3 separate regions of the Rattus norvegicus genome follow, and all the other regions are linked to region 2. Evidence: chromatin contacts called from public Hi-C data. All regions are on one chromosome and are shown on one strand. Each heading gives the region's core, a stretch centred on a gene start, on an enhancer-like site or on the middle of the called end of the contact. The rest is flanking DNA. Distances are from core to core; before and after follow the strand shown.

Evidence for each region. A called contact is a pair of places that touch in the nucleus more often than the background predicts.
Region 1: a contact with region 2 is called in a Hi-C map of mammary epithelial cells, with 2.2 times the contacts expected there. The contact joins the enhancer-like site here to the promoter of Akap13 in region 2. A contact is called at or near these places in 4 of 12 Hi-C or Micro-C datasets (the A7r5 cell line, the Rat2 cell line, Schwann cells and 1 more).
Region 3: a Hi-C map of liver shows a contact between it and region 2, with 5 times the contacts expected there. The contact joins the enhancer-like site here to the promoter of Akap13 in region 2. A contact is called at or near these places in 2 of 12 Hi-C or Micro-C datasets (the A7r5 cell line and liver).

What each region holds. Positions count from the first base shown.
Region 1 is chr1:138,621,166-138,623,865 of GRCr8, forward strand. No RefSeq gene overlaps it. Among named protein-coding and RNA genes, the nearest start is that of Sv2b, 60 kb to the left of the region's middle. Within about 2 kb of position 1,441, at least 17 of the 93 cell types and tissues checked have an H3K27ac peak or open chromatin away from gene starts, as enhancers often do.
Region 2 is chr1:138,722,880-138,725,579 of GRCr8, forward strand. Akap13 (A-kinase anchoring protein 13) reads left to right here and starts at 1,271. Exons shown (of 38, transcript NM_001106271.3): 1 at 1,271-1,375.
Region 3 is chr1:138,815,679-138,818,378 of GRCr8, forward strand. All of the region lies in intron 2 of Akap13 (A-kinase anchoring protein 13), which reads left to right. Among named protein-coding and RNA genes, the nearest start is that of Akap13, 93 kb to the left of the region's middle. Within about 2 kb of position 1,318, at least 4 of the 93 cell types and tissues checked have an H3K27ac peak or open chromatin away from gene starts, as enhancers often do. A contact at or near this core is called in liver, where this site is marked.

The sequences.
Region 1 (2,700 bases), core at 191-2,690, 100 kb before region 2:
ATCAGTGGTCGCTGTAATTAGTGAGAGACTGTGTCTCAGAAAGGTGTAGAGTTATAGAGGACGATGCTTGGCAGTGACCTCTGGCCTCCATGAACCCACATCCTTGTACGCCTATGCCCGTATATACACAAACACACATGCATACATTACACGCACACACACACACACACACACACAATGAAAAGCAAGCAAAGTACAGTAAAGGATGAACCGACAGCCAACAGCACTGACATTTATTTATTATTGTTATCAAGTATTATGTGGTGTATATAACTGTGTGTGCTGTGCTTTTTATGGCTGGCAGCACAGTAGGGTTTTTACACCAGCAGCATCACAAGCATGCCTATGATGTCACTAAGAGCTAGAAACTTTCCAGGGCTAATCCAATCCTATGGGACTACTTCCTCGTGTGTGACAGACAGTTCTGAAACATCACCATGCAATGCTGACTCAACTCAGACAAGAGAGAAGCACAAACAAAAGCAGCTGACATGGAGTCATGGTGTAAACAGTTAAACAACTTGTCTAACTGGGTTTGTTTTCCGGGTTAAGCTACTTTTCTCAAGTACCTCTTTGTGTCCTTTCTACCCATTGGTAGGCTCCTGTGTGTGTGTGTGTGTGTGTGTGTGTGTGTGTGTGTACACACGCACTCAAGCATGTGCACCCTTGGCTTTTGAGGCAAGGTCTTGTTATATAGCCTAAGCTAATTCATAAACTCAAGTTCCTTTTGCCTCAATTTCCTGAGTGTTGCAAATGCATACCTCCATGCTTGTCTGCAGTCATTCTTTTCTTTTTTTAATTAACTTGAGTGTTTCTTATTTACATTTCGAGTGTTATTCCCTTTCCCGGTTTCCGGGCCAACATCCCCCTAACCCTTCCCCCTCCCCTTCCTTATGGGTGTTCCCCTCCCTATCCTCCCCCCATTGCCACCCTCCCCGCAACAATCACGTTCACTGGAGGTTCAGTCTTAGCAGGACCAAGGGCTTCCCCTTCCACTGGTGCTCTTACTAGGATATTCATTGCTACCTATGAGGTCAGAGTCCAGGGTCAGTCCATGTATAGTCTTTGGGTAGTGGCTTAGTCCCTGGAAGCTCTGGTTGCTTGGCATTGTTGTACATATGGGGTCTCGAGCCCCTTCAAGCTCTTCCAGTTCTTTCTCTGATTCCTTCAACGGGAGTCCTATTCTCAGTTCAGTGGTTTGCTGCTGGCATTCGCCTCTGTGTTTGCTGTATTCTGGCTGTGTCTCTCGGGAGAGATCTACATCCGGCTCCTGTCGGCCGACTGCAGTCATTCTTAACCAACCCTTGAAGACACAGGTTCTGGCTTGAGAGACAGGTAATAGGACACAGTTGATGATTCTGGAACAGTCCTCCAGCACTTACTGCTTCTGAACTCCATCACAGGAGTTTAAACAGAAAGCTCCAAGCCCAAGCACTCATATACGCAGAGAAGCCGCCCACAAGTGTTTTCAAGCCTTCGTCAGTGCCGGCTCTTGCACAACAGCCTCTGTGGCAGGAACCAGCAAAGCAACAGCCAGAAAGAAGAATGTCAATTTCTTGAGCATGGTCGTCACTAGCTGTCGCTTGCAAAGAACTCTCCCCTCCCCTATCACAGAGCTCTGAATGCGAACTTGAAGACCAGAGAAATTGCACAAGAGGCCGGAACTAAACCTCAGCTGTGGGCATGTTGTAGTCAGACTTAAATAGCGATAGTGTCCTCCACGATTTAGAAACATGACCAAAGCAAGTTGGGGAGGAAAAGGATTTATTTGGCTTACACTTCCCTATCACAGTTTACCATGAAAGGAAGTCATCAGGACAGGAATTCAAACAAAGCTGGAACCTGGAGGCAGGAACGAATGCAGGGGCCATGGAGGGGTGCAACTTACTTACTGGCTTGCTTCCCCTGGCTTGCTCAGCCTGCTTTATGACAGAACCCAGGACCACCAGCCCAGGAATACTCCCACCCATAACAGGCTGGGTCCTCCTGCATCCATCACTAATTAAGAAAATGCCCTAAAGACTTGCCTAAAGCCTGATCCTAAGGAGGCCTTTTTTCAAGTGAGGCTCCCTCCTCTGATGGTTCTAGCTTGTGCCACGTTGGTATACGGATCAAAAAGGGGGTGGGGGCATCTCTCCTGCACACAGAGCGATCTTGCAGCTTCGTTTCCATCACACACAAAAGCAGACTGATCAGTCCAGGTGAATGAAATGGGATGTAGGAACTGCTTCATCACCCTTAATTACACAAAGGTCTTCTCTGGTTCACTGAGATCGCCTGACATTAGATCGAAATGGCGCCAGTGACAGCAGTGCCTGGTTCGGCAGCGCCACCGTGTGGTAGAATTATCAATGACAACCCAAACTCAAAAGCATCGTGCCTTCAGTTTCCCCAGATGGCAGTTGGTGACATCCATGAATCAAGGAGTATCTTTCGGGAGAGCCAGGGAGTTGTCACAGAAAGGGGGACAGCAAAAGAGAGGGGCTTTGGTTCTCACTGCCAATGGTATGACATCACGGAATGAGTTAAGTTAAATATTGAGAGTGTATCTCGAGAATAAACAACGCAGTCTTTTGTGCCCTCTACGGTTTAGTCACATGATGGGCTAGCAACGAAGTCTATAGGGCGTGTATTCATCTTCCATATTGGACGAAGATGAATATCAAAAGTTCAGCAACGTGCTCAAAGAAACCTGGTCAG
Region 2 (2,700 bases), core at 21-2,520:
TCTTTTCAAGTAATTCTTTGAACATTTTATTCATTCATATATTTTGGTCACATTCACCCACCCCCATTCCTCTCAACTTCTTATTTTCCTTTTGTTCTTTAAAAACTTACAATCCACTGTGTTCAACTTGTACTGTCCATATATGTGTAGGTGCCATCTAGTGGAGCATGGTTGACCAGATCGGGTCCAATACTTAAAGGACACTGACTCTTGCTTCCTAGTGGCAATCAGTTGTCAAAAGCTCCTTTTAAGCCTTGTCTTCCAATGGGGTAGTTACCTTAGGGGTGCATCCACATGATATTTTTGATTTCATATGTTTTTAACATGAAAATGCAAAGCCAGTATGGCAGGGATTCCATTCTGTTCCTTCCCAGTCAATACCTTTCTCCTCCTAGGAAACCACTTTTCTTACTTCAACTACTATAAATTAATATTGAGCTGCACAGAAAACCTCATATTTCTTAATATTCATAACCCCGGTGTTTTTTCAACTTTCTATTGACCGAAGAGAATAACATTAAAATAGATTGACGTAATAGGCATGTTTTCCCTTAATGACACATTACAATATGTAACTATCAAAGAGAAGTTTCTTTTTGTACCAATTAATGTAATCTCTTGGGTCACCATTGGCACATATCCATACTTTGTTTCTCCGAAGCCACTAGATGATTGCTGAAGTCCATGGCAACTCAAAGGCAATGATTTTGTGGTGAATGAATAGCTCACAGTCACAGGATACACTTGGACAATCTTCATCCTGTCAACGGACCATTCACCCATCCAACACACTTGAGTACTTTGTGTCGCTCCACCTTGGATTCTTAAGAAGACTCCATTGAGTCTTAGAGTCAACGTATGTTAAGTGCTCTGATTTAGGTAAGCACCAGGCGCACAGAGGAAGGGTGGCTTCCGGAGATGGGGCGGATAGGAGAAGGTGGGTGGGCATTTCCCCAGCAGCTGCTGCCAGCCACCCGACTTTGATCACTTTGCCGCCTGGCAGCAGTGGCGGTCAACCTCATCGTTCCTTAGCAACCGGAGCCAACTGCCAAGAAGCGTTCCTATTGGCTTCACAGAATGTGAAGGGCAGTCTAGTTGTCCAATCGAAACTTTGAGGCTTGGCTTGTTGCCCCGCCCACCCCCGATCCGCAGGCGGCGCATGCGCGGGTGGGCAGGGCTGTGTGCAGGGCGGTCGCGGAGCCGGAGTTGCTGCTGCTGCTGCTAAGCGCTTGGGATCGGTCGAGACGGCCGTGCTTGCTCCTTGCTCCAGCCGTCACCGCCGCCGTCGAGGGAGCGGCCGCCTATTGTCCTTCTCCGCCGCCAAGGCGCGGAGCTGCTCCGGCTCGGCCCGCGGGGGAGCCCGGGGAGCCGCACGGTGAGAGCGCAACTTAGTTGAAGGAGTTGAGGGAAGTTTGGGCGTCTGAGGAGGGGGCGCGCGCGCAGCCGCCCCTCCCCCTCGGCTGCCCTCGGCCGCGCGCGCGAGCTGCGGGACGCGGGGGCGCGCGGGCGCGACGCGGGTGGCGGACCCTTCTCCACAGCATGGGCAGCCAGGGGTGGGTGGCGCGGCCGCCGATCCCGGCCTCCTCGGACCCTCGTCCCCTTGCCGCCCGCTCCTGTGGCGCTTGGTGCGACTCTGGTCTGAGAGACGGCTGCTCGGTGGGGCGCGCCGCTCGGACGGAGTGTGCGGCCAAGGGAGCGAGCAGCTCCCCGGGGCAGTCGAGCAGGGTAAACACTGCGGGTCCCGGTCGCCTTTGGGGGCTTTTCCGGGCTTTCTCGGGGGGCTGGGGGGGGCGCGGTTGGCTCCCGGGAAGGGTGGTGCATTCGGCTGCTCCGCCACCGAGCCCTAGTTGCAAGTACTTTGAGAACTAGCGAATCGCTGCTTTTCGTAAGTAGGCTCGCTGACACTTAACTGGGGTGCGAGACATACCCTCATTTTATTTCTCACTAAGAAAGTGTCTATCTTTCAGCTGAAATACTGGGTCACATTATGTTTCTAGACTCTACTGTGAACTCAGGAGTTAACAATGAAAATGGATTGAGCAATCTTTTAGTGTTTCAGTCTTTGCTTTCCCACTTAATAATGAAGTTATTTTGAGGGTGTATTGCCTTGGGCAGGTATACAAAGTGATGTGCCTTGTTTTTTTTTTTGTTTTTTGTTTGTTTGTTTTTCTTGTTACCACCCTCATTATGTCCTATCCGTTTGATTTCCAGAAACCACTTATTTTTTCCCCCCTAAACCTTTGGATTGCCCCTGGTCAGGGGAATCGCTCCAGTTCTTGAAAGGTCATTCATTGTCTGTAACAAAGTTCCTATCAGTCGAGATGACTCTGAGATAAACCAGTGTCACTTTTGTACACCTTCATCTCTTGGGGACTTACAAACTGTTTTAAGCACTTGCCTTCTCAAGTTTTCGGTGGAGTCATTCCACTGCCTGCGTTTCGTTGACTGGCATTTGAGCTGTTTTAGTTCCGAGAGAGGAACTAGCTTAAGTATCATTCATAGTAAACACAATGGCCCTGTTATTTCATGTTAATTTCAGTTGTATTTCTATGACGTCTGTTAAACTTAAATTTTTCTTTGAAGGCTCCTGCAAATGGCATTTCGCTTTGTTTTCTATATGAGTAACATGGAGAAATGGTGTTTGGGTTTTCTGTTTTGTTTTTGTTTTTTCTTCACATGAAATCCAGCTTCGTTTACCTG
Region 3 (2,700 bases), core at 68-2,567, 93 kb after region 2:
CAAAAGGCTTTTAGACAAAGGAGTTTACAGTCCTATACCCTGTAAATCACTGCCTACCATCTGTTTTCTGAAGCAAAATTTCATTGAAACCGGGTTGTAGCTTTTTAATTTTACTAATTTATTTGAGGGGGATTATAAGTATGGAAGCTAGAGGATAGTTCTCTTCTTCCAACCTGTGGGTTCTGTGGATCCGGCAAAGGTCTGTGAAGAGATGGAGAGGTTTAAGGAGCAAGGTTCCCACAAGTACCGGATTTACCACATAAGCCATTTGCCAGCCTGTCCTTGTTTCAAAAAGAGAATTGAGTAATTGTGAGAGTGATCAGATATGTTCTACAAAGCTGAAAGTTTTTACTGTCTAGTCCACAGGAAACATTTTCCTACCCCTTTGTTGGAGTTGAGATCAACCGTGCATGGTAGAGACTCTGTTCTGACCTTTTTCATAGCCTTGGTCTTCTCAGAGAAAGACTCTTCATCTTAGTACCTGGGCATTAGTGTTAAAACAGAAACTTGTTTTCTGGTCTTGTATGATACAAAAAGAAAGGTTTGCCCCTTTCTTGACTCCAATTTCCTTTTGCCATTCATGGTTCAGACTTTAGTCTTTCTGAGTTGGTTTGGATTCCGCTCCGAGGCTGGGGTGTGCGTGTGTGTTGTGGCTTACAGTACAAATCTCTGTAACAGGTCCCAGCCTGCTTCTGGGGAACAGATGTCCACCCTCACATAGAGCTTTCCCTATCCTCCACCCTGCTCCGTGTATCCGACATCACTGCTTCTGAGGGCACGCAGCATTGGCTGTAGCGGCCTTCGGCACAGCTCTTTTAAGACTTGCCCAAGAAGCGGCAAATAGCAGGACTGTGGACCGCAGTTTCTAGGAGGAGAGATTGGTCCACCTGTTTGTGACTAGAGGCTCCTTCCTCTGTGACATGTTGCTTTTTTCACTTGGTGTTTTCATGGGTGGACTGGAGCAGGTTGCACTGCAAGCATGCTAAGTAGGGATGAGCTGGAGGAATAGAGAACTGCCTCTCCTCCTCAGCACTTGAATAAGGTCTTTAAAGATGGGAAGGAGGTATGTGTGCCTGGGCGAGCAGGAATTCACAGCCTCCCAAGTGACCTTCCTCTTTTGGTAATTTCTGTCCAGCAGTATTTCTCTCACATAGGAACTGTAATTCTTTTAAAAATCTGAATCATGTTCCTGGGTTACTTGCCTCTCCTGGTGGTTTAACACCACACATAAAACAAACAAATCCCCCATATAAAGCACTCCAAAGTTGTGTTGCCTCCCATCAGTGTGTGTTTGTGTCTCGTGACTGAACTTTGTTCCTTGTTGCTGCTGAGTTTGTGCTTGCCTTCCACTTGCCACGTTCTCTGACCCGCTGCCATCGAGAATCAGTGCAAATGTGACTTTTCGGAGGAATGTTCTCTCGATGTTCTTGGCACACTTTGTATGAAAATCTTTCTCGCCCCTGCTTCATGCACACTTCAGCCTCCTGTTTGTTAAAAAAAATTTAATCATTTTCCCCCAAGGGAATTTTCCCTTCGAGGTTACATTTTATCATCTGACTGCGTTTGATGCCTTAAGCTCCTTCTACGGAGATTGTGAGCAGTTCCTAATGTAACATGACTAACTGGCAGTCGTTCGGGAAAGGGTTGACTGTTTGCCTTATTGCAGGGTCGGCGTCTTGTACTTGAGCATCCTGCGTGGTGGCAGGTGCCCTGCTCTTGGTTCTGGCATTTCAGTAATGGCACTGTGGAGTGGAAGGCTTTGTGTGGGGGTACCTATGCATTCCCTCTCCCATAATTTGGGTCCCATAATTAAATTTTGTGGCATTATTTTTGGGGACAGTATTGAATATAAGGAAAAGCTCATGAAGATGCAGAGTTTATTGTTTCAAGTTGGCTGTTGTTACATGGCATGGTAAAAGTTCCGTCACAGCTAGTGTTTGCAACTTCTCAGATTTCACAGCTGTTTCCCTACAACTGGATTTAGTCTGTAATTTCTTTCACCTCCTCCCCTGTCACCTTTGACAGTTCATTGTTTGAGAAGAAACTTGAAGTCTAGCAACAGAATGTGTGTTCTTTGTGCCTTAGTGACCTGTGTGAGATAACTCTGTGGGAAGCCTTTCTGTCTGCTTTGCTCAGTCCTGTCAAGATCTCCTTTCATTTCTGACCCTGATCCTGCTTTTGCTGCAGTGCTTATTCAGCTCGTACAGCTTTATGGGTCTTCTCCCTGAAAGAAGAAACTGTGACCCACAAGGAGCAGGAAGTGTCTTGTCTTTATAGCCTCAGGTTCATTCGTCCACCTGCTCGCCAGTGTCAGTTGTGAAAAGAAAGGATAAGATTTCGTGAACTTATGTGCAGCATTTTAAGGTTCCTCTTTTAAATATTAACTATTTCGGGTTTAGCTCAACAGACATTGAGGACTGACTTGCTATAGGCCAGCCACGTTACAGACCTGTTGAGTGCAAGCAAACCAGTGCTTCCTGTTACTTAGCTGTGTTCTGATGACATCTTCTGCACCTGCCTGTCTGCCTTAAATGATCTGCCTTGAGTCAGGGGCATCATGGGGCATAGGAATTTCTACAGAAGCTCTCCTGGTCACAGCTCTCTCTGTAGCCTGTGAGCATTCATCTCTACATGTAGAAAGCTGGTGTATATGTTACTGAGACGCATGTCTACCACTGTTCCTGGAGTGCAGGAGCCAGG